Regions from separate parts of the Ovis aries genome. Here region 2 is linked to region 1. A link is a contact called in public Hi-C data. All regions are on one chromosome and are shown on one strand. The core of a region is the stretch at or near the end of the contact, and the rest is flanking DNA. Distances in the headings are between cores, read along the strand shown.

The links. A called contact is a pair of places that touch in the nucleus more often than the background predicts.
Region 2: a Hi-C map of muscle shows a contact between it and region 1, with 3 times the contacts expected there. The contact joins the enhancer-like site here to the promoter of TLE3 in region 1. A contact is called at or near these places in 2 of 16 Hi-C or Micro-C datasets (muscle and omental adipose tissue).

Annotation. Positions count from the first base shown.
Region 1 is chr7:16,979,775-16,983,280 of ARS-UI_Ramb_v3.0, reverse strand. It overlaps TLE3 (TLE family member 3, transcriptional corepressor), which reads left to right and starts at 1,916. Exons shown (of 18, transcript XM_060418548.1): 1 at 1,916-3,037. The coding sequence starts at 3,014.
Region 2 is chr7:17,380,055-17,383,609 of ARS-UI_Ramb_v3.0, reverse strand. LOC132660119 (a long non-coding RNA gene) reads right to left here. Exons shown (of 2, transcript XR_009601341.1): 2 at 2,949-3,555. It also overlaps a transcript of LOC121819946 not described here. Among named protein-coding and RNA genes, the nearest start is that of UACA, 250 kb to the left of the region's middle. Within about 2 kb of position 1,284, at least 14 of the 54 cell types and tissues checked have an H3K27ac peak or open chromatin away from gene starts, as enhancers often do.

The DNA.
Region 1 (3,506 bases), core at 667-3,166:
CAGGGCTCGGCAATTGAACCAATCAGTAACTGAGACTCTCATCAACAGCCTCTGATTGGCCTTCTGAGCCTCGCAAGGGGGCGGGGTCTTCGGCCCCCACGTGGGGGCAGGGGCGAGAAAGGGGCGGGGCGGGTGGGAAGCGGGTGCGCCCACCCGTGACGTAAGGGGGAGGGCAGAGAAGGGGGAGGGGGGAAGGAAGCTCCAAAGAGGAGCCATTTTGTGTCTAATGAATGCTGCGGCCAGATGCTCGCATCTGTCGAGCCGGGCTTCTCCCCACCCCCCCTCCTCAGTGCGTGGCGCACACGATTTATGTTTTTATTTAGGAAAATAAATAAATGAAGAGAGGAGCGCGGTTCGGGACTGGCGGCCGGAGGGGACGTGGGGAGGCTCAACTCCGAGGCGGGCGCTCACGTGTAACTCCCAGCGCACCGGCCTCCGAGCGCCCGCTCGCTCTCAGCTCCTCATTAAAATGCAAAAGCGAACTCCAGCTCCTAATGAGGGGAAAATATAGATCCCGGGCCTGCCGCCGGCCCCCGGGTGCGTGCGGGTTCGCGGAGATGTTGGGGAGGGGGGCCCACCTGGGCTCCCCGCCCAGCAGTGCCCCTGCGGCCCAGGGCGCGGCCCCCCCAGCCCCTCGACGCTCAAGGGCCGCGTCCCCTCGCCCCGTCTGCCCTGACGTAACCCCGAACGCAGTAGACGCAGGCTATGGGTTTGCGGGCAAACTGGCCCCCGGAGTCGAGTGGCCTGTGCGACCGCGCGGGGAGTCCCGGAGGCGCGGCGGTGGGGGTGGGAGAGGAGCGAACGGGGGCGGGTGAGCGTCTGCGCCTCCCGGGGCGTCGAGGCTGGCGGCCGAGAGGCCCACAGGCTCGCACGCGCGCCCCTCTGCAGGCTTCCGCCGACGCCGTGACACTGCCCGGGGTTAGGCTGAGAAAACCGGGTCGGAACTCGAAGCTCCCGGGCTGGTGGGGTAAGGCCGCCACCGTATTCCAGACTCCGCTTCCCTGGCCCCGGCGCTCACTGGGCAGCTGCGGCGAAGGCGTAGAGGTCTCCACCGGAAAAGAGTTCCCGAGTGGGGACAGCGCGGACTGTGCAGGGTGTCCGCGGGCAGACGGGCCCTTCTATCTGCGCAGCCCGCCAAGCAAGAGTTCCTCCGACTTGTCCTCGCGGGCAGCCGCCGCACATCAAAGACGCTGTTTATTTGGCTTTCCGTAAAGGACAAATGAACAAAGAAGAAAAGCTGGGGGCCGTGGGGGCGGGGGTGGGGGTGGGTGAGCAGGAGAAGGGGCTAAGGAAGGGACACTCTCAGTTCCGAGCAAAATTAAGGTGGGAGGCAACTTTGGGAGCCACCATTTTATCGGTCCTAAATCTTGTGAAGTGAAAACATTAAAGTGACAAAGTGATTCTGTTTGTTTTATAGTATCTAATTGGGCTGCTTTGCAGACCTAATGAGATTAGAGGGAGGAATCGTTCGCCGCCACTGCAGAATAAACTGATACATTGCTACCAGCCACAGGTTTTGAGGACTGTACAGCTTGTCTCTCTTTCTTTTGTTGTTATTCTGTCTTTCCTCTTTTCCCCTCCCGCCAAATGATTATTTGCTAGTATATCGTGGGAAAAAAAAAAGAGAGGGGGGGGGAAACCACAGCAGCCCTGGACTATAATATATATCTATTTATTATATGTCTTTCGGTTAATTCCTGATCTGAGGAGCGCTGTTTTTCACTCCCATGCGAAAGTCACCAGCGGGTAGGGCCTGATTGCTACTTTTCATGCATAGTTTTAGACACAAGAGGGCATTGTGACGTCGCGCCCGGCGGCGCCCAGTCGCAGGCCGAGTCCGGCTGCCCCACGTGGGGGCCCCGAGCTCCCATTGGCCAGCGCCGGGCGAAGCTGCCACATTATTTTGTTACTTTTCAGTCCCTATTTGGAACTGCTCTCGCGGCAGTTCAGACCTCGTGCTCGTCCCACTCGCCTGTCTGTGTGTGGTATCCGCAGGTCCGGGGCACTTTTTTGGTGTGTGTGTGTGTGTGTGTGTGTGTGTGTGCGCGCGCGCGCGGGCGCGCGCGTTGGGTGTGTGTTGGGGGTGGGGGGGAGTGTCGGGGCACGGAGAGGAGAGCCGGGCCGAGGCGAAGGAAGGAAGCCGCAGAGCTCCTGGGTCTCGAGCTGCGTCTCCCCTCCGGCGCTCTTCTGCCTGCGCGCTCCGAGGCGGCGGTGGCGGCACCGAGCGCTCCTCGCTGGGGACTCGGCGCTCGAACTGGGAGCAGCGAGGACACTCTTGCGGCGGCTTCTAGTGCTTGCTGGAGTTAGGATGCCAGGGCGGTTGATTCCCACCCACTGAACGCGGAGTTTCCTCCTCGGCCCTGGGAAGGGCTTGCAGCGGCGGCGGCGGCGGCGGCAGTAGCAGACGGAACAGCAGGCTTTCCTCTCCGAGGGGGGGCGTCGAAGCGCCAGCGCCGGGCTCCCGCCCTCACCCTCCGCCGCTCCTGCGGCCCCAAGCCGCCACCTCGGTGCCTGCCTCCTTCCTCTTCTCGCCGAGAGCCGCCCCTGGGATCGGACCCGTGCGCCCCGGATGCTGGGGCTGCCCTGGCGCGCCCCCCTCCCGGCGCGACGCGCTGAGTGAACCGGAGGGCGCTCGCGCTTGCCCCAAGAGGGGCCCCCAGACCTCGGGACCCCGCGCCAGACCCGCCAGGGAGACGACGATGTCCGCGCAGCCCCCGGCTCTGACGCGCTCCACGCAGCGAGGGGAAGGCGGCCGGCCGCAGCTCGCGGAGCCCTAGGTGCACAAAGCCCGCGCCCGCCGACGACTTTGCCGCCTGCTCCTCGGCTCTTTGTCTCCGCTTGGTGCGAGCGCCGGACTCTCGGATTTCGGTGCGAGATCGGGCTGGGGGGGCCGGGGGCGAGCTCTCGGTTTCCCGGCCGCCCCCCGCTCGGGTTTGGCTCCCCCCTCCCCCGCACCTCCCCGGCCCGGGCTCTCTGCGCTTCCACGCTCTCGGAATCACGACCCCTCCCTGCCATGTATCCGCAAGGCAGACATCCGGTGAGTAATTGCAACTCGGTTTATTTAAGCATCTATCATGGCAGGGTAAACGAGGCAGTTTATCTGGCACCTCCATTTTGCTTGTTGCTACCTTTATGGTATGTGTGTGTGTGTGTGTGTGTGTGTGTGTGTGCGCGCGCGCGCGCGCGCGCGCGCTCACACAAAGGATGGGGATGGGGGGGCGCCGTAGAGAGAGGAGGTTAATTCCGCTCTAATGGCGTGAGGGGCTCCCAGTGTTCCTGGGGAACTGTTTGTTTTCATGCTATCCCCCGCCCCATCACCCAAGTCTCCCAACTCGCTCGTTGTGTCTCCTCTGTCCCCGTCTTACTTGGGAATAGGAGCCCCTTCGTAAAAGGGATAGGAGCCCCGCGGCCGAGAGGGAGAGATTAGGGCGCCCCCCTCCCCGTCGGGGACCGGAGAAACTTGTTGGGAAGGTTCTGGGCTTTGTGGGAGGCCCCTTTGGCTGAGG
Region 2 (3,555 bases), core at 35-2,534, 400 kb before region 1:
TTTAAAAAAAGAAAGAAGGCCTCCCTTTCATGGGTCTGTTGATCTGGTGAGCTGATGTGTTGCTTTCTGGCAGTTCTAATGTCTCTAGCATCTGTCTAGAATGGTTTATGTTTGAAGGTGGAGACCCACCCTGAGCACGAACTACCCAGATGATAAAGAATAGATGAAAAGAACCCAGGGTGGGGGCAATAGCGAGACACACCACGTGATCCCTTGCCAACTTCTGGAAGTAAGCACCAAGCTGTGAGGAGGGTCAGGGTGCCACCGCCCAGAGAGGGGCAGTCTCTGCCTTGATCACGCATAGCTGGGGGCACAAGCTCAGGGCTCACTGGGCAGGAGGCTGACTGGGCTTGTTGGCCCATGCACATGAGCAGTAGATCAGACAACCAGAGCGGGTGTGCTGGGCTGTTGGCGCCTGGGACTTCAGATTCAGCTCAGGGTGTTTCTGGGCACCCGCTCTGGCTGTGGGGGCTCTTTCACTAGAGGCAGACACAGATGCTTTCAGGGCAGTGGAGTGAGCCGCAAGACGGTTGTCATCTTTGGTCCAGGCATCGGATCCAGAGGAGACTTCTCTTATCGTGGCTCCCTGGCCTCCGCTGAGAACCTCACACGTCTGGCTCTATATTGTGCAGCCAGAAAGGTGGCTCACGCGGGGCCCTGGAAGAGTTGGTGTGTGTGAACCAGGACCACCCTTGCCAGGGGCCCGGCCTTCCTCCCAGCCCCACACCTGCTGCACCTCAGCCAGTGGGAGCCGTGCGCTGGGGTTTCTGCTCTGTTCCCTGGCCACCACTGCGGTATGGCTGGGTTGCTCCGGGAAGCCCGAGGACTCTGGGTAGTGTGCTTTCTCGGGGTGGGTCCCGATTGCCCTGATGGATTGCCCTCTCACCCCTGCTGGGTTACTGTGGTTTCCTCATCAGCAGAAATGACTTCTCACCCACAATTGCATCAGTCTTTCCACAGATCGAGTGAATCACGTTGCACGATGTGGTTTTGGATCATGCCCTGTGCTCTGCGAGGGGCTGGCTGGGCCAGTGGGCTAGGGGCTGGGGCGGACTGTGCTTTGACTTGGACTTGGGAGAGGGAAGCAAAAGCCAGAAGGGGATTGCCAGGGGCGGTGGGGGGGCGGAGGGGAAATGGAGTTGGTGTGAGAGGATGTGGAACTCATTCTCACGGGCCTGAGAGGGGGCTGAACCAAGTGTCCAGTGACCTTGACCGCAACCGCATTGGGGAACCATACAGCTTACTCACCCCCAGCTCTACCACTACCTTCAAGAGGGAAAGAAATGAAGAGCACAAGCTGATTCACCCTCTAATGCACTGCAGGGGCGAGGGCGGTGGGGACTGGGAGATGAGCTGGTTTCGTTTCCTCTTCTTTCTCTATTTTGAACTCCATGGCTTGCTTCCCCTTTAGCTGACATGTTGTGGCCACGGGCTGAGGGCTTCCAACCTCAAGGCCAATTTCTTTCCTCTCTCTGCTTCACAGCCTACAGCTGCCCGTGGGTAGAAACTGTCTGCAAGGACTGTGAGGACTTCAGGGGGTGGATTCTTCCCAGAGGTAGAAAGAGGCCTCCTACTCCCCATCCACAGCAGCAGGAACAATTCTGCCCATTTCTCAGGTGGAGAGGATGAGTCCTCAGGGAAACGTGGCTAGTGCCCTGCTCTCCTCCTCTCTTTCTGAACCTATAGCACGGCCGAGCTCCGTATGTCAGACTCGTGGGATCCTCCGGGATCTGCCGGTGGGAGCGGATGGCAGTGTCTTCTGTCCAGGGAGAGGAAGATGTGCAGAGGCTCAGAGGAAGGGCCCTGGAATGGGTCACGGTTTCAACCTTACCAACTTGAGCAGAAAAGAAACAGGCCGTGACGCATGGAGGTGTCACCGGAGCACAGCAGCCCAAAACACAGGCATGATCATGCCTGGACCGGTGTGGATTTGCCTGAATGACAAACTCCTGTAAGCTACTGAAATCTGGGGGGCTATTTGTTACACAGCATGGACCATCTGGGCTTCCCAGGTGGCACTAGTGGTAAAGAACCCGCCTGCCATTGCAGGAGGTGTAAGAGACACTGGCTCGATCCCTGGGCCATTAAGATCCCCTGGAGGAGGGCATGGCAACCCACTCCAGTGTCCTTGCCTGGAGAATCCATTGAACAGAGGAGCCTGGTGGGCGATGGTCCATAGAGTTGCAAAGAGTCAGACACGACTGGAGCGACTTAGCAGGCATGCGTGCACACAAGCATGGTCTATCTATCTTGACTCCATAAATGCAAGCTCAGGAGATTGACCTTGATCTTGGAGGCCAAGGGAAGTGAATAATAAAGCCTTAGAATGACAGTGCCTACACCCCACAGTGGGGCTAAGACCGAGCTCTGTCTTCCCCCTAGATTGCATGTTCATGGATGCAGTAATATGATTGTTGTTTTTTTTTTTTTTTCATCACTGAGTATATCTGGAGCCTGGGACCGTGCCTGGTATGAAATAGTTGCTTATTAAGAATTTGCTTTCTCCCTTCCTGCCCCCAGTTTCTCTCCTCTCCAATTTCTTCTCCTTGCGGACACCATTCACCGCCTCCTTCATTCCTTAATTTTGTCCAAAAATATTTTTGAAGCATCTATTACATCCCAGGCACTGTGCTTTGCATGTGTTATTAAAGTTTTATGCCAATCTCAACAAAGAGGCACTGACCCCATCTTCCAGGTGAGAAGCCATCTCCCTTTCCCTCCATCTGCTTCCTTGCTTGGTTCTTCCCTCCAGGAACTTGACTTGGTGGGGGTTGTGTCATGTCAGCAGGTGGGTGCCACCCTGCGTGGCACTCCACCAGAAGCAGGCACAGCCCCTCTGACACAGGGAGAACCCTTGAGCTGGGGCTTTAGATGTGTCCCTGGAGGACAAGGTTGGGAGTGCAGTGGACTGGGGACTTTGTGGGAATTCCCACCAAGATGGAAAGTAATGAAGCAAGTAAATTATTTATTGAGGGAAAAGAGTACAGTACGTGTGAGAGTTGGACCATAAAGAAGGCTGAGCACCAAAGAATTGGTGCTTTTGAACTGTGGTGCTGGAGAAGACTCTTGAGAGTCCCTTGGACTGCAAGGAGATCCAACCAAGCAATCCTAAAGGAAATCAACCCTGAATGTTCATTGGAAGGACCAATGCTGAAGCTGAAGCTCCAATACTTGGGCCCCCTGACGCAGCTCACTGGAAAAGACCCTGATGCTGGGAAAGATTGAGGGCAGAAGGAGAAGGGGATGACAGAGGATGAGATGGTTGGATGGCATCACTGACTCACTGGACGTGAGTTTGAGCAAGCTCTGGGAGATAGCGAAGGACAGAGAAATCTGGTGTGCTGCAGTCCATGGGGTTGCAAAGAGGACACGACTGAACAGCAAAAACAACCTGTGGCTAGACACACGGGCAGACTCAGACGGAAAGCCCCTGAGGCTCACTCTCATGGCAGTTTGAATTACTTTTATGGGGCATTTCTTCCAGGTTTCCTGAGGTCAGTCATTTTGATTTGCTTGCTTCTCAGTCCATATTTCAGAGAAGGCAATGGCACCCCA